Regions from separate parts of the Mus musculus genome. Here all the other regions are linked to region 3. The links are chromatin contacts, called in public Micro-C and promoter capture Hi-C maps. All regions are on one chromosome and are shown on one strand. Each heading gives the region's core, a stretch centred on a gene start, on an enhancer-like site or on the middle of the called end of the contact. The rest is flanking DNA. Distances are from core to core; before and after follow the strand shown.

Region 1 (4,427 bases), core at 429-2,928, 3.4 Mb after region 3:
TCAGGTGTGTTGTTCATGCACACTTTGCCCAGGAGAAATGGGAGCTCAACCTCGGCCACCTAACCAAGTTAAGGCCACCCTCGACTATATGAGACCCTGTTTTAAAAATATTTCACAGATATATAAGAAAATAGAAGAGGAAGTATTTGATATGAAGAAAAAAATCAGGAAAAGTACACAATATTCATAAGAAAAAGGAGACCATGAAACTCGGGGGTTGGAGGCAGATAGACATCTTGGAAGGCAGACAGGGAGAGGAACCATGGCTAGGTGACACAGGTGGTGAACTTCCAAGACAGCCAGCTTCTTCCTCACACTCTTTATGTGAGTCGAAAGCCTGGCATCTTAAAACAAAGTCCTTGTGGGCTTTTTCTCCTGCTAGTCAGCTGTTGCTGATGACTGGCTCAGCAAGTTCGAGACCACATCAGGACACGTTACCCAACAGATGTGGGTTGACCAACCCTTATCTTTTCTTCAAACTGACCAACTCTTAAATTAGGGAATGAAAACTCCTCAATGACTTAAAACCAAAGCCCTCAAGAAGAGGCTGCAATTTTTTCGGCTCCAGAGTTCCCTTTGGCTTTGCAGTTGTTTTCTCCATGTGTGTCTGCCCTGTGAACACGAGTCCTCCCCTACAGAGTGCCTTTCAGCCTGCTGACTGTGCCTGCTGCTGTCGGAGGTGTTGGAGACTTCTCCACTGCTACCTGCTACATTGCGAATTTCCCGCTTTTTCATTCTTTGACTGGCAGAGCCTGATCAAGACTGTATGAAAACCTAGCATTTTGTCCATTAAGTATCTATTTCTTAAAAATGAACAGAGGTCCCCAAGCATAGAGTCAGCTGCAGTAGCTCCCCCTATGGGAGCTACTATCCCCTATCACGCCTATGCAATTTTGCCACAGATACAGTCCAAGTAACAGAAAACGCCTGCGGGGCAACCTACTAGCCTCTCCACTGAGTGCCTTGTGCACAGCACAGATTCATTCTTGTGTCTGCTCATTTCAGAGATGAGGAGAACAGAAAAGTCAGGGGCTTGCTTTCAGTGGCCCAAGGTCACGGTTAGCAACAGGGAAAGGCTCTGTGGAGGTTTCCAAGACTTCCCTGGGAAACCACTGCGAGCCATCCAGGACATCTGCTTAAAAATACAGATTGCTGGGCCTCCAGATCAGGTCCCCATGGCAGGAGCTTGGCTTTGAAGTTTTCTCTATTTCCTCTTTAGAGGAGTAAGACCTAGGCGCCACCACCGCACGGTGCAGTGCCACCTAGTGAGCGGCAGGGGGCGTGCGGCGGGTGGCCAGGTGACGGGACCTTGACCCAGATCCCCTAATAACGGGGGACAGCCTGGGACAGGTGGCTGGCATTTCGGATGCGCATGCCCGCCTGGCAGGGCAGCGCAGGGTCCAGGCCTCGCAGGACACGGCTCCCAGGAACGCCGCTCCAAGGCCGCTTACTTGGCGTAGTACACCCAGCCGTCCTTGGTGGTTCTCTCCTCCCAGCCCGGAGGCAGCTCATCCTCACTGTCCGTGTCGTCCAGGCCCGCATAGCGCAGAGCTGCCATGCTGGAGACAGAAGTAGCCGCCTGCTCTCCTCAGCAACTCACTCTGGCTTCAACCGCGCCGCGCGCGTCCGGGAGGGGACCAGACCGCTCGCGCCTGCGCACTGCTCGCCCAGCCGGTCCGCGGCTGTAATCCAGTTTCCGGGTTTTGCAGCTACTGGCGGGAAAGGGGGCGGAGCCTGAGAAGAGCACGGGAGGGAACGCGGAAGAGATGGAACGGCCGTGGGGGGTGGAAGGAAAAGCAGGAACGGCTCAGAAACTGGAATAAGCTTCCTCAGCCTCCTGGAAGGGGCGTGCTTACCCAGTCATCATGCAGGACTCTGCACGTTGCTGGGCGACCCGAAGGCACTTCCTTATTGTTTTACCCAATCCTGAATGAGTCCCAGCAGTGAAGTATCCTGGGAAATGTAGTCCAAGCTCAACTGGACTATAAAGGGGGGGCGGGGAGGGGGGAAAGGTTCTGATGAGATTATTCTGAGCTCCAGTTTCGTCCCATGCCCTGCAGGTGTACAACCTTTTGACACTACGACATGATACTGTGACATGGTCATTTCCAAAATTTACACTAGAGAAGCCCTCAATCGAATATCCAAATAGGAAAAAGAAAAGAAAAATCTCACAATGCTTAAAGTTTAGGATTTTTGTGTTGGGCAGCATTTATTAGTATCCCGGGCCACGTGTTGCCACGAGCCTCAGGTTGGACACACCTGCGAGAGTAAATGTCCTGACTTGATACTATCCAGGTATTTTTCCATTCACAATCTGTGTTGTTTATGTAAATATGCCATTTAAAAAAAAAAAACCTACACTTGGAGAACTAAGTGACTCCAGAATTTGGGAGGGTAAGTCAAAACGATCACAAGTTCACAAGTTCGAGGCCAGCCTATGCTATAAAGGGAGCCAAAAATCGAGAACATGCAAATTCTCATGCCTCCAGATTCTCTATTAAGAGAGAATGGTCTTCCAACCATAACTTGGTTCTCTTGTTCATAGGCGGCACCTGATTACAAACTTGCAAAGCAGACTTTTAAAGCACCTGAAAAAAAAATCCTGGTTATAAATATCCTAGACCCACAATGTGAAGCCTACCTTCACAACAGCACTTAGTCCCTTCCCCTATTTGTTTATCATTTCTGGCTCCTGGAAGTTTAGCTTTGACTTTGATCTAACAAGGATCTATCTGCATGTAAACCCAGGCAAAGAAGATTTTTCAGGAGCTTGAATACGTGTGAGACAAAGCCAACACCCACAAAGTCATACCCTAAGGAGATTTTATGACCATCTTGTTTCTGTAAAAACATCTGCGCCACAGTAGTTATGAAATGAGGATTTTTTAACTATCCAAGCTTGTGCTTCCGAAGCTGCACGCCAGGTGGCGCTATCAGCCTGCAGTTCAAAGCCTTGGTTCCCAGCAAGGAACCTTTGAACCTGTTTTTTGTTTGTTTGTTTGTTTGTTTGTTTGTTTTTAATCGATTGTTTACTTTCTTCTCTAGTAGAAATTTGCAACAACAAGATGCACTCACTTTTGCTGAGTAAAATTTGACACCACTCAAAAGAAACGAAATGTGTGCAAGGGACACGGATTTTAGTAGGCTATTCCTAGAACCCAACTTCTCTAATGTATCAATACCAGGAAGTTGGTTATTTATTTCAACACCTACCCACCCCCAATACCCTGCAGACCTGATTTAACTTAAATCATGAGTCCTTGCTAAATCAAGTTTGCTGCTTTGATGCCAAACTTTACCTACAAAAGGGATCTGGGAAGCTTCCTGACTCTTCTGACAATGTTCTGAAAGAATATCGAAGCTTAGAGTGGCGGCTCTTGCCAGTGAGGTCAGCATATGGGAGACTTAAAACAGAAGGTTAGCGACTTCAGCGACTGTTATTATCCCGTTAGCATTTGTGTGTGTGTGTGTGTGTGTGTGTGTGTGTGTGTGTGTGTGTGTGTCTAAGCTCCGCCCCACAGTTACCCTGTAACAGCCAGGTGTGCTTGAATTACTTTAAAGAGACTGCTTGCTCCCTCCTCTCTCTTGCCTTCTTGCTCCCACTCTGTCCCCTCGTCCCTTCCCCCCACCCACCCCATCCGTGCTCTTGGCGGCCTCTACTTCCCTCCTCCTCCTCCTCCTCCTCCTCCTCCTCCTCCTCCTCCTCCTCCTCCTCCTCCTCCTCCTCCTTCTTCTTCTCTCTCTCTCTCTCTCTCTCTCTCTCTCTCTCTCTCTCTCTCTCTCTCTCTTCCCCCCCACTACACTCTCAACTCCCCTCTCTGAGTAAGCTCTATACTATACTGGCTGGCTGGTCCCTCAGGGGGAAGGGATGCCTCAGCATGGGCCTATAGAGGCACCCCATTCCCACATACCTGACTACAAATCCACCAAAACATATTCCTCCTCTCTTTATCTTTTTATAAACACACGACAGTTACATTTATTTTTATATTTTAATTAGTTAATTTATTTATTGCTGCTGCAACAAAAGGATTCTGAGGGGGAAACTCCCTGTCAGTGTGACCTCACTTGGGTTTGTCACAGGTGCAGAGTTGAGTCTGGCAAACAGATGCTGGAGTTTCTGGGTCCTTGCACCTCTTTCTAGTGAACTGTATAAAGACACATGAAAATCTTCAGGAATGGTGATTTATTAAGAGCAAGATAAAGAGGTGCCTGGAGATGTGCCAGGCTTCAACCTGCGGTCTGCCTCCAAAAGAGCAATAAAGGAATGAGAGCTGAGCCACACGCTGAAATAAACCCTAACCCTAACCCTAACCCTAACCCTAACCCTAACCCTAACCCTAACCCTAACCCTAATCCTAATGGGCTGAAGTAAATTTTCATGGTCTACTAACAAAGTACCCACTTCTCCCAAGCTCAGGGAT
Region 2 (4,273 bases), core at 102-2,601, 3.7 Mb after region 3:
GATGATCGAAAGTTACCAGAAGCTGGAAGGGGCAATGGAACATCCCCAGAGACTTCTGATTGTGTGCCTGCTAATACCTTGATTATGGACTTCAGACCTGATTATGGGTCCTTCAGACCCAAGAGAGGCTAATTGCTATTCCTCAAGTCATCCAGTTGGTAGGACTTTGTCACAGTGGCTGTAGAAAGTGTAACATTAGTTCTCACTATTCCGCAGTATGACTGTGCAAAACCAGATGTTTAGGTCAGCCAGAACTCATTCCATCTCAAAAGCTGGGTGGAGCCGGGTGCGGTAACTAGCTCACACCTGCAACCTCCTAGTGCTTGGAGAAGCTGAGGCAGAACGACTACCGAAAGTTTGAGATCAGCCTGGGCTACCCATCATCTCCTGGAGCCTCGAGAAGTCCTCATCTGTAACTTGCTCGAGGGTAGCCGTGCAGGTAAAGTGGCCAGTTCATGAACAAGGTGGCCCTGAGCTGTGAGTGTTAATCACTAGCGCATCCTTAACAAGCCTTTGGTTAGAGGGGTTTGCTTATTCTCAAACACCGCCCCCCCCCCCCACAAGCCCCATCCCATCCATGTGACAGAGAGCTGGCTGCAAACCAATCAAATGTCCTGGAAAGGGCCAATGAAAGCTGGCACACAGTACAGCTGATACTCACAGGCCTCTGTCCAGAAAAGACAATTAGCCAGCCAAAGAGGAAGAAGGCTTTTAAACAACCCCTAGAACTGCCCAGAGGCAGCAGGAAAATAAAAGTCTAATTGTGTCGAGACAATACCATCAAAATAGGAGCAGGGCTGGCCCATTCTGTGTTGAGTTCTCAGAACAGCCTTGTAGTACTGAGGCCAGGCTGGGAGCAGCAATGCCTTGAGCAAGAACCTCGGTTATGGGTGGAAGAAGCCACCCAGGAACTTGAACTCTGTTTGGCTGATGCATAACTGTCTGGCCATGTTGGGGTTCTGAGGTTCCGCTGTGGGGGTTCCTGAAGAGTGACTCGGATTGGCAAAAGGGAAACGCTGTGACCCTGGGAGATGAGGACACGCCTGCGCGTGTGTGAATCTTGTTAGGTGAAAACCCCAACTCTGTCCCCAGGAGCAGAAGAGCAAAGTTCCGGCTGGAGGGGAGCCCTGAGGAGCCTGAACTGCAGGGTGGATAGATAGGGCCTGTGCAATGATCAGAGCCCGGCTTGGTCAGGCTCCGGTGCTTGGAGCCGGAGAGCTTTACCTGACAGGCTCCGGGAGTCCACAAGGTCGCGACATCAGCCCTGCAGTACTTCCTCTTACTAGCAGCAGGAGACTTCGGGAAGCAAATAGTTCTGACGCGCATGCGCTTAGTAGCCCCAGCTAGGAATGAGGGCGGGGACTTTTCAGGGAGGAGAGGCTGAGGGCGGGGCCCTTCAAAGACGCCCGAAGTGCTAGGGGCGGGGCCTATAGGTAGGGCGTGTTCGGGGCGGAGTTAGGTCCGAAGGTGGTGCTGACCGGATTTAAAGTGTTGAATACACTAAAAAAAAAAAAAAAAAAAAAAGATTGCTGTCTAGTAGCGTGGGCTTCTTCAAAACCATGGAGCATGTGAGAAAATTTGCAATAAGCAGTTGTAAAAAGTACTTAATTTTAAAAAATTAAAAATTAATTACGCTTGCCGGGCATGGTGGTACATGCCTTTAATCCCAGCACTTGGGAGGTAGGGGCAGGCAGATTACTCTTGAGTTCCAGGGCAGCCTGGTCTACAAAGTGAGTTCTGGGACAGCCAGGACTGTTACATAGAGAAACACCGTGTCTTGAAAAACCAAACAAAAACGAAAACCAAAAACCAAAAACAAAACATTTTATTTACTAGTGTGTGTGTGTGTGTGTGTGTGTGTGTGCGCGCGTGTGTGTGTGTGTGTGTGTGTGTGTGTGTGTGTGCGCGCGCGTGTGTGCGTGCGTGTGTGTGTGTGTGTGTGTGTGTGTGTGTGTGTGTGTGTGTGTGCTACAGAATATGTATGAAGATCAGAGGACAACTTTCAGGAGCCAGTTCTCTCCTTCCACCCTGTGAGTTCCAGGAATGAAACTCAGGTAGGTAGGCTCAGAGGCTGGGAGGGGAAAAGGAGGCTGGGTGGAGAGTTGGGGGCTTGGAAAACCAGGCCGAGCTCCTCACTCCTGGCCAAAAGAGAGTGTCTAACATGTAGCTCTCCACACCTCCACCCCCACCCCAGTATCAATGTCTCCAGTGTCCTGCTGCAATGCAGACTGCCCAGAAGCACACACCTACTAAGTCCCAGGAGGGTGGCAGGTCCCCAGTGTAGGTAGATGCTGCTGTCTGACACCTGCACCTGTTTTCAGGGATGAACTGCCTAGCAATGGGAGAGCTCCATCACCTCACACAGAGCTGAGAGAGAGTGTGAGCTGAGCGGGGAGGCTGGCCGGAACTGAGACTGGGGGGGGGGGGGGAGAGGGGAGCAAGGCAGGCTTCTCCAAAGACTGGCATAGTGTCTGACACACAAACTTAATGATGGGCTTTACAATTCATATATCCTTCCCTAATGTCACACATGAGTACAATGTATCTATTGTAAGTGATTACAATAACACCCACCTTCCATACCCCTCCATTTTCCTCCCAGAACCCCCAACCACATCTGCCTCCCCAATTCATGTCTTCTACTTCTTTTTTATTTTTCTTTTCTTCTCTTAAAATTCAAAGAAATTGAATGTAAAATTAAGTAATATATAAGAATGAGTCAAAAACTGAATTCATCCCTACATCAGTATAGTAAAAAAATATAATTCATTGTATATTATATTATTTTTTTAATGAAAGAATAATTCCATAAAAACAAGAGTACTCAGAACTCATGAGAATCCCATTATAGCTAAGGGAACAGTTGTACCACAGTTCCCGAGATTTTACATTTATTTTTATTTATGTATATAGGTATGTCTGTTTGTATGCATGCTAGAATTATAGACATATAAGCAGCCTGATGTGCATTCTGGGAACTGAACTCTGGTCCTCCGAAAGAACAATATATTGTGCTTTTAACTGCTGATCGAACTCTCCAACCCCATTCCCAAGACTTTTAAAAAGTACTAAACCTGGCGACATGAGGGCCTTTAATCTCGCACTTGGAAGGCAGAGGCAGGTGGATCTCTGTAAGTTCAAGGCCAGCCTGGTTTACAGAATGAGTTCTAAGACAGCTGAGGATGTTATACAGAGAAAGCCTGTTTTGAAATCACTAACCCAGCACCTGTGGTTTATCGCGTTATCTGAGCAGTGTAATACCAGGAACAGCTGGGAAGGGTCCAAACCAAGAACACAATGGTATCCTAATAATACTGATCGTCACACTCCATCTACGTCAGTCTCAATCCTCAGAGCAGGGTGCTGGGGAGATGGCTTGGTGGTTGAAACTCTTGCTTGTAAGGATCCTCAGAATCCACAGGAATGCCAGGTAGGCATATTGGTTTACCTATAATTCCAACCTGGGAGAGTAAAGACAGGGTATTCCCAGACAACTAGCAAGTCAGGCCATATCACTTAGCTCTGGGTTTGATTAAGTTACCTTTGCATCAACCTCAGGGCACCAAATGCACCTGCACGTATGTACTCACACTGACACACATAAACGTACAACACACACACACACACACACATACACACACACACACACACACACACGTGTATGCGTGAACATGTAAAAGTGAGAAAAAAATTCCTCAGAGCAACAATGAACAGGGTTATTTCTACAATGATGGTATTGCTCTTTCTTGATTAGAAAATAAAAATATCCAGCTTGAGGTCGTAGGGCTTTGGTTTGAGGCTGCATCATTCTGACCTTTGAGCCCGTGTATTTCAACACACCCTAGAAAAGCAAATGGCCTGTGAATTAGGTGTGTCTGACCATGAGGAAGAAATAAATGACTCCTTATGCAATATCCGTGACATAGCTGCTTGTGAGAAGTATGGGGCTATGGTTGAGACACGGAGCCTTGGCCTTCAGGCCTCTCAGTCTTGAGGAATGACTGCAAACACAACCTACATCTCGAGTCATTTACTACGTGAGTTGGAAGGGGTGATGACCGTGGTTCAGGGAGTTGAATTAAAGGCTGGGAATTCCGTCTGAGAAGCCTCTTTTCTTCAGACTTCTATTGACTGACTCTTTGCTCTTAAAGATGCTCAAGTTGAGACTTAAAGGTTTCAGGTGTTGTCACACCTGCCACGTAATAAATTATTTCTCTGCTGTTGAAATGAGTCAGTTCAAGCTAGATTGGAATATATATATATATAGGCAGGT
Region 3 (3,997 bases), core at 1,097-3,596:
CACAAAGGACGATGTTTTCCTCTTCTTAACCCAAAAGGACTCATCCTTCAAGAGTTAACTCAGACACCCTCGAGCTTCCTGGAGATTAAGTCACCTTTTCTTCTCCTCTGTCCTCAGGCACTTCTTTCAAAATCCTACACAGTAGCCAAGGTCAGAATTCTAGGAAGTGGATTAGCAGGTATGATTGTGTACTGTTTGCTTGGTAGAGTTTCAGATTTGCAAAATGGGGAGTGGGTGACCTGCAGCTACAGCACACAGCCCTGGGAATGACTGGGAGGACTAACTAGTCCTTGGCTAACTTGTAGGATGTAAAACAAGGCCAGGAGTGGAAGTCGACTAAGTCTCAGGTGTGTGCCCACCAAGTCTCCGGGTCTCAACCTGCTCTACCTTACCAAACCTTTTAGCATAGCTTCACATCCCACAAATCCTCCTTTTTCTTTTTATAGGAGGGGCATCACTGGAGTGTCTAGAGTGAAAATTTAGGGTGGGGTGGAATATCAAAATAAAACACAACACCATAAGCCAGAGGGGTAACAAGGGGTGGGAGCTAAGAAAACAAGGGATTATTGAAACAATTAAATGTCATACCATTTGGGATACACTGCCTTTGCCAGGCCAGAGAGGCTCAGGGACTCTTGCTATGCCATCTTTGGTCAGCAAGCTCTTGTCACAACTGTAACTTATAGTTACATGATACTTCATTTTTCTATGGTCACCATAATGAAATACTACAGGGGTGGGGTGGGAGGGGGTGTTGGGTGTCGGCTACATGTATTTCTTATAGTCATGACCAAGGTAGTAGTAGTTTTGGCTTCTCTGGGGCTTCTTTCCTTGGCGTGTAAATGGTCTTTCTTTTAGCACACACACCTCTGGTGCACTCAGAAGTTTTCATCTTATGACAGGAGGCTGAAGATTTAGCTAAGTGGTAAGCTTAGTGTGTGGCTGTAGGTTTCGTCTACAGCACAGGGGAAGAAAGGCTACCAGCCACACTGGATGTGGGTTCGTCCTAAAGGTTGTCTCTTGAAAAGCCCTGTCTCCAAACACAGTCACATTTTGAAATAATGGGGGTCAGGACTTCAGTATTTGAATGGAAGGAGACATAAGTCTGCCATATATGGTTAGTCCGGTAACAAGATAGCAGGATTTTTATTTATTTTATTTTTTATTTTTGGTACATTCTACCACCAAGGCTTCATATAACGATATTTTCTTGACTTTCAAGCCTTCCCACTTTGATCTGAAGAGGGCCACCCTGGATTAAATTTAAAGTGACCCTAAAAGTCACTGGCTGCAGCCATTTTCTTCCTTCCACGGTATTTACTGCTTTCTAATGTAGCTCCAGGAAAGGGTGGGAATGTGTCTTTAGCCCCTTGGTGCTCACCCATGTCTCACTGACAGTTATGAGTAAATGTGTTTCTGTAACCACTTAACACATTATGTCTTTATTTACTCCACTGAGAAAACCTGCAGGGCGTTTAATATCCGGAATGCTTTATGAATCTCGACTTTACCACTTCTCCAGCGGGTTGCTTATTACATGCCAGTGATGTGTCCTTCCGTATACTTACGAGGTACGGCACCACAACTTGTGGAAGTCCATTCTGCCCTTCCATCACGGGGGTCCCGGGGATCAAACTCATGTCCTCCTCGGGCTTGGCAGCAAGTGTTTTCACCCATTAAACCACCCCTGGCCCCTTCACAAGTTGTCGCCTTGCGTACAGCTCTTGCTAGTTCCTGCCATTCTTCCCATTCCAGAAGGAAATCCTTCAGGCTCCAAGATGCACAGCGAACAGGTGTATGCATATTCATCAGTCTTCCACGGTTTGTGTGCAGCCCTACAGCTATCACGCAGCCTGGGTTTGTGACCACCTCCTTCACTCTGGGACAGAGCATAGCGACACCAGCGGCTCAGGGCTACTGAGAGTTCTAGAAAACACGCTTCATAGAAAGCCACCATTCGTATTTTTAAAACTTTTAAACTCTGGCAGCAACCTCAGCGGCCTCAGCTAGGACCTCAGCAAGGAACTTCCAGACCGGGTCGTTAGGGAGTCCTCGGGTGTCGTGGAGGCCCCGCCTACAGCTCCAGCGTCCTCCCCTTAATCCGCCTTTCCTGAGTTTAGCCCTGGGACCCTGAATCGCAGTCGCCCCGCGGTGGCCCGAGCTCTTACCACAGCTCTTTGCGGAGAGACGCGCTCCGGGAGCTGGAGAAGCCAGAAGCAGCTCCGAGCACTAGGGCGGGGCAGCGCGATGGGTGTGCCTAATCGGGGGCGTGGCAACGGCGCGGGGGCGGAGCTAAAGCTCTGCCACGCCTGTAAGCGACGTGGCCCGGGCGGGTCTAGAGCGTCGTCTTATCTAGCTCCGCTCTTGACCGTGCGCAAGCGCAGTGCGGCGGGAAAGCCTCTGCAAGTGCGTCCAACATGGCGTCGGAGCGCAAGACTAAGTTATCCAAGAACCTGCTGCGCATGAAGGTGCTGAGGTCGGGAATGCTGGGTTGTCGGGCGGGGAGGCTGCTGAGCTCCGAGATGTTCCGTAGTGGGACTCGGGCCGAAGCGATGGGCAGACTGGCTCGGGATGGCCGCGGCCAGCGCACCCCATTCATTCGCTCAGCCTGCGGGCCTTTGGGCACCAGGGGTGAGATTTTGCTTAGCCTGATGTGGGGAGGGAGCCTGCACAACGTTCATCAGAGCCTGCAGAGTTGAGTGCTGTGGTGGCTTTAGTGTCTGGGCCGCCTGGGAAGTTAGACTTCTCGCGAGAAGTGGTCCCTAAGGAGGAACAACGTGAGGGATGGCAGGTAGTGTCCTAAACTGAGGGAAAGTGAGTCCAGAAGCTAAGAAGGAGAAAATCAGGGACGTTGCAAAGAACTAAAGGTAGCTCGGACGTCTGAAAGACAAGGAGCATAAAATGAGGCTGGAAATCTTAGTGGTCACACATCCAAGGAATTGTAAGCCAGGCTGAAGTTTTGTTCCTGTTGCCTCATGAGCAGGAGGAAACTGTTTTCTGAGTTAATTGCTTTTTGTTTGTTTGTTTGTTTGTTGGGGGGGGGGGGGGTCGAGACAGGGTTTCTCTGTGTAGCCCTGGCTGTCCTGGAACTCACTCTGTAGACCAGGCTGGCCTCGAACTCAGAAATTTGCCTGCCTCTGCCTCTCCCAAGTGCTGGGATTAAAGGCGTGCGCCACCACGCCTGGCTAGTTATTGTTTTTTTAAGGCCACTTTAACTGAACTGTGGATGATGGTTAATCAGAAAGGCCCAGCCCAACAACGTGAAAGCTCACAGCCAAAAGGATGAGCTAAAAAAGTTCCTGTGTTCTGGGTGAAGGTTGTCTTCGTGGTGGGAATGGAGAAAATGTTAGTGGGGTGAAATGAGTTCTCCACTAACTTTTAAACAAAATGAGTTTCCCTTTGTGTGTGTGCATGCATAGCTGTATATATACCATGTGTGTTCAGGTGCCTGCGAAGGCCAGAAGAGAGTGTTGGAGCCCCTGAAACTGGAGTTTTAAGTCAGCAGGTATGAGTACCAGGACTTAGGCAAGAGTCAAGGGTGCTCTTAGCCACTGAGCCAACTTCCCCAGCCCATGATTTTTAAATTTGAAGTTGAGCCAGCTGAAGTGGCTTTGATGGCACACATTTGTAATCCCAGCACTTGGGAGGTGGAGGCAGGAGCTTAATTTGTGGCCAGCCTGAGCTGGATATGAGACCCTGTCTCAGACATCATTAAAACAGAAGCAGCTTAACCACAATTTAAAAGGGGTTAAAAGCGGATGAACACAGGAGTTAAGACAGGGAAAAGCTAACTCTTGAAGCTTAAATAATACTAATAGAACGTATTCACGGTCCTCCCAATATTCCGGCATTGTTCTCCGTGTATATACTGAACCACTTAATTCACATAGTAACATTTGAAGGAGTTACAGTTGTCATCTCTGACACCTGAGGTATCTGAGACAGAAGTAACAGCTGAAAAGACTGGTCATCTGGCCCCAGAGCTTCTGCTTGTAAT
Region 4 (4,090 bases), core at 1,143-3,642, 3.3 Mb before region 3:
AAACCTTATCCAGTGGACACAACTTTAAATATTATATTAAAGGCTCTGGGCAAGAACAAAATAGCCTGGTTACAAATCCGCACTCGTTTACAGAAGGCACCTTATCCGGAGAGACCTCTTGCGCCCGTGGAGAATCTCCACAGAAGTCATTAGGGGTCCCTATGGGGTTTGGTCCATAAGCTAATCTATGAAGCCCCAAGGGGAGCAGGCGCAGCATCTGGGTAGGGGAAGGAATTAAAAAAAAAATCTGTATTTCGTTTTGCTGGGCTGCATCCCCCTTAGAGGGACTCGCTGAGATCTCAAACTGAGCTGCGGATAAGTTACCTGCGAGTTGCACGGAGCTCTCTGCTCCTGGTTCTGAGAGAGGGGCGCTTTCCGTCGCTTTCTGCGGCTCCGTCGAAGAAGGTTCCCATGGAGGAGGCGAAGCCGGTGCGGTCCTGGGGCTGGAGCGGACTGGACAGCCTCAGTATTTGGTGCAGTCGTAAGAGTAGGGGGCTGCGTGGCGGTAGAGGGACGGCGTAGCTCGATAGGGCAGCTGACAGCTCGCATTGCTCACCTGGGACTCCCCGAGGGACGAGTTGTCCAGTCCTAGCCGGTGCGAGTTGAACATCTCCCGGACGTTGGGGAAAGTTTGCTGTTGGGTTGCAAACGTGTGGCCGGGGAGGTGGCTCAGGTCCCCGCCGTGGTTCAGATACCAGGAGGTGGCCTGGGTGGCGGGCTGCGGCGCGGGAGGGGGCTGCGGGGCGGGCGGTGGCGCCTGCGGGTGGAGGTGGCCGTGATGCTGGTGGTGGTGACCCGAGGCCCCCAACGCGCCCTCCTGACCCGCTGCGAGGTTGAGGGCGCCGAGCGGGGAGCCGGGGCCGCTCGGGTGGTCCGACAGAGCCTCGTCCAGCGCGGGCGGAACGCACACGTGCGCGGGCCGCTCGGCCCCGGTGTACAGACTCATAGCCCGCATACTGCACTGGTAGCCCGCGGAGCCCGCAGCCTCCAGGCCCTGCGCGCACGGCTGCGTGTAAGCGGCGGGTGGCGCTGCGGCGTATGGCAGTGCCAGCGGTGGCACCACCAGGCCGGCGCGCGCGGCCGCTGGGCTCAGATCGCCGCCCGGAGGCGACGTGCGCAGCGTCATGATGGTCTCCACGCTGAAGCCGGGCAGCCCGTTAGGCGCCGCGGCGTGGTGCTCCGGCAGCGAGCCGTCTGGGGAACCTGCGGGCGTGGAGGATGCGCTGCGCGGACTGGCCTGCAGCGCTCCCTCGGGGCTCAGCGTCTCCACCTTGGTGATGACCGGCAGCGCGGGGGACGCCGCCTCGCTCTTAACCACGACTTTCTTCTCGGCCTCCTTGGGCCCGTCAGCTACCGGGGTCCCTGTCGGAGCGCCCTTGGCCGTGGTCGAGGGCGGCTCCTTGAGGTGGGCCCGCTCCTCCTTGTCCTTGGGCACATCCTTCTTCTTGAAGCGCCGCCGCCGCCGCAGGAAGCTGCCATTCTCGAACATGTTGTAGGAGTCCGGGTCGAGCGTCCAGTAGCTGCCCTTGCCCGGCTTCTTGTCGTCGCGCGGCACTTTCACGAAGCACTCATTGAGTGACAGGTTGTGGCGGATGCTGTTCTGCCAGCCCTGCTTGTTCTCGCGGTAGAAGGGGAAACGGTCCATGATGAACTGGTAGATGCCGTTCAGAGTGATCTTCTTCTCTGGCGCGTTCTGGATCGCCATGGTGATGAGCGCTATATAGCTGTAGGGCGGCTTCACCAGGTCCTTGGGCGCCGCGGGCTGGTGGTGGTAGGGCGCGTAGGAGCGGCCCATGCCGGCGCCGTACTGCTCCGGGTGGCCGGAGTAGACGCCCATGGGGCTGGCCATGCCGCCGTAGCTGCCGGCCGCCCGGTAGTAGTTTTGCTCACTCAAATAGGGTACCACTCCCAGGGCGTTGGGGTCCGATACCGAGTAACGCGCCTGCATGCTGCGTCCCAGACGCCCGGTCGCCGCCTGCGCGCACCGACTGCGGCCCGCGGCGAGCGAGGCCCGGAGCAGGAGAGCAGGAAGGGACGGAGCGATGCAGGCAGCCCCGACTCGGGGCAGCCTCGCGGTCCACGCGCGGAAGACGCCGGCGCTCGGGTTCAGCCGACCGGGCGGATCGGCATCCTGAAGGGTGCACGGCAGGCGGCCCCGCTGGCCGCGCACTCTCGGCTTGGCGGGTGGCAGCCCTGAGCTGGCGGCACAGACGCCACGCGCGACCGTGGAGCGACACCAGCCCTTCCGAGTGCTAGAAAAGGAGACAGCGGCTCTCGGGGCCCCGCCAGGAGAACTGCAGCCCGCAGCGTCAGCGAGCTAGGGTCCGGAGAGGCTGCGCGGCCGAGCCCGGAAAAAGAAGCAAAGTCCCTTTTAGGGATTGGGAAAAGTTTCAAAAGTCTTCTGGCTCAAAGCGAGTTTTTACTTTCTTCAGGCCGCGCCCCCTCCAGGAAGTTTGCACCAATCATCTGGCAGCTGCGAGAAGGATGGCACCAATCAAAACGAGGAGCGCCTGAATCCGTCGGCTCTAAGACCCAGATGCTCTTAGCCAGATCTCCCCCCCCCCCAGCTCAAGTTAACTTGAGGACTTTTAAAAATGAGTTACATCTTATAAAATTTTATTTTATTATCACATTTTGTTTAACGAGACCACGTGTCCAGAGCAAAAATTAAAAACCCTGTTCCTTTGGAAAATAAAAAGAAGTTTAGTTTGAAATATAACATCGAATTGATGAAGTTGGGCAGAGATTTGCCCCCAAGACCTTGTAAGTAGGAAAGAGCCTGGAGATTTTTTTTTTATTATTATTAATGGATGAAGAGGCGAATAATTAGATTTCTTAATTATCGGGGCCTAGTTGTAATGGGTTCAGAGCAAACGGACTGAGCGTGTAGGGCCTGTTGAATGCAGTGATGGATAATTCACAGGACGCTTCCAGGTTGAGGAAGAGCCCACAAAGGAGGCCGGGTTGGAGAATTCGGTTCCTCTCCCCTTCACGACGGGGTCGGGCTGGGAGGGAAGGCTTAGTGGGAATGCCAAACTGGGAAGGTAACACCTAAGGAACCATTGGTCCTTCGTCTTCGCTGCTACTTAGGTGATCCATCTGAGTCCTCCAAACAATTTCGTGGGGTTCAGGGAAGCGCGTGAACCCAACTGTTGCTTTCCTGGTCTCCTCTCCCGCATAGACGAGGGCTAGCTTTCCCTGCCATCCATCCCGGCCTCTCCCTTCTCCCCACCTATGAAAGCGCTGTCTGGAGGTTAGGACAAGGCAGCCAGCCCCCGGGAGCTGGTGTCCCCGTTCGGCGTGGGGAGCTCCAAGCCTGCACTCCATCGCCGGCTTCGTCACTGGAAACGCAAAGGAGCGCGGCACTGTGTAGCCTCGGACCCGCTTCCCTAGCTGTTGCCGGGGCCCGGCGTGGGTCCCACTCCGCGGTCAGCATCTTTGGGATCCTGTAAATTGACTGTATTTCAGGCTGTTTGTTTTACTGAGTTTTGATAAGGTGAGCTGAGGACCAGGGGCTCCTTAGAGGGCCTGGTAACTGAAGGACTTTTTTTTTTTTTAATTTTATGCCAACCTTGACGCACAGCGACTCGGAGTTCCCCGACCTTCAAGCGTGCTCCTTCCCTCTAGGAATCCCGGGGACAGTTTGTTTATTTGTGGACTGGTATTTATTCCTTCAACATCTCCAGTCGTCATCGGATCCCTGCTCGGTCCGCTTCCTCAGAAGCACCGAGATGTCCCTACGGAATGGCTCTATGCCTCGCAGAACCTTCTGGAAGTTGTTGGTCCGGTTGGGTAGGGAAGAAGGCGACAGATAAAACATTTGTCTCAGTCTTTCTTCTTCTCCGACCCCCCCCCCACGCCACCACCATAGCCCCCCACCCCCTTTAGATTTTCGGCAAAAGGCTTTGAGAGATTAGAACTCACTGTTTCAGCTTTGGCGGGTGAGGAAACTTTAGTGGCATTGCTTGACGTACCGAAGCAGCAAAATAGGTTTTATGTGTGCTACCTTTGACTCGAGAACCAGAATTTAAAGGACAGGGCTGCACAGGGCCCCCTGACCTGGATGGAGAATCTCGGGAAACACATTTTT

What was found. Promoter capture Hi-C pulls out the DNA fragments that hold promoters and counts their contacts. Hi-C and Micro-C count contacts between places; a contact is called where the count stands out from the background.
Region 1: a contact with region 3 is called in a promoter capture Hi-C map of pre-B cells. The contact joins the promoter of Wwox here to the promoter of Mphosph6 in region 3. A contact is called at or near these places in 4 of 39 promoter capture datasets (cranial neural crest, hematopoietic stem and progenitor cells, liver and 1 more) and 3 of 484 Hi-C or Micro-C datasets (CD4 T cells, CD8 T cells and pre-B cells).
Region 2: a promoter capture Hi-C map of pre-B cells shows a contact between it and region 3. The contact joins the promoter of Nudt7 here to the promoter of Mphosph6 in region 3. A contact is called at or near these places in 2 of 39 promoter capture datasets (cranial neural crest and pre-B cells) and 1 of 484 Hi-C or Micro-C datasets (CD4 T cells).
Region 4: a contact with region 3 is called in a Micro-C map of the G1E-ER4 cell line, with 4 times the contacts expected there. The contact joins the promoter of Foxc2 here to the promoter of Mphosph6 in region 3. A contact is called at or near these places in 2 of 484 Hi-C or Micro-C datasets (CD4 T cells and the G1E-ER4 cell line).

Annotation. Positions count from the first base shown.
Region 1 is chr8:114,436,903-114,441,329 of GRCm38.p6, reverse strand. Wwox (WW domain-containing oxidoreductase) reads right to left here and starts at 1,678. Exons shown (of 9, transcript NM_019573.3): 1 at 1,452-1,678. The coding sequence starts at 1,558.
Region 2 is chr8:114,130,652-114,134,924 of GRCm38.p6, reverse strand. Nudt7 (nudix (nucleoside diphosphate linked moiety X)-type motif 7) reads right to left here and starts at 1,351. Exons shown (of 4, transcript NM_024437.4): 1 at 1,225-1,351. The coding sequence starts at 1,259.
Region 3 is chr8:117,800,323-117,804,319 of GRCm38.p6, reverse strand. Mphosph6 (M phase phosphoprotein 6) reads left to right here and starts at 2,346. Exons shown (of 5, transcript NM_026758.4): 1 at 2,346-2,468. The coding sequence starts at 2,418.
Region 4 is chr8:121,114,473-121,118,562 of GRCm38.p6, reverse strand. Foxc2 (forkhead box C2) reads right to left here and starts at 2,392. Exons shown (of 1, transcript NM_013519.2): 1 at 1-2,392. The coding sequence starts at 1,948. The coding sequence ends at 464.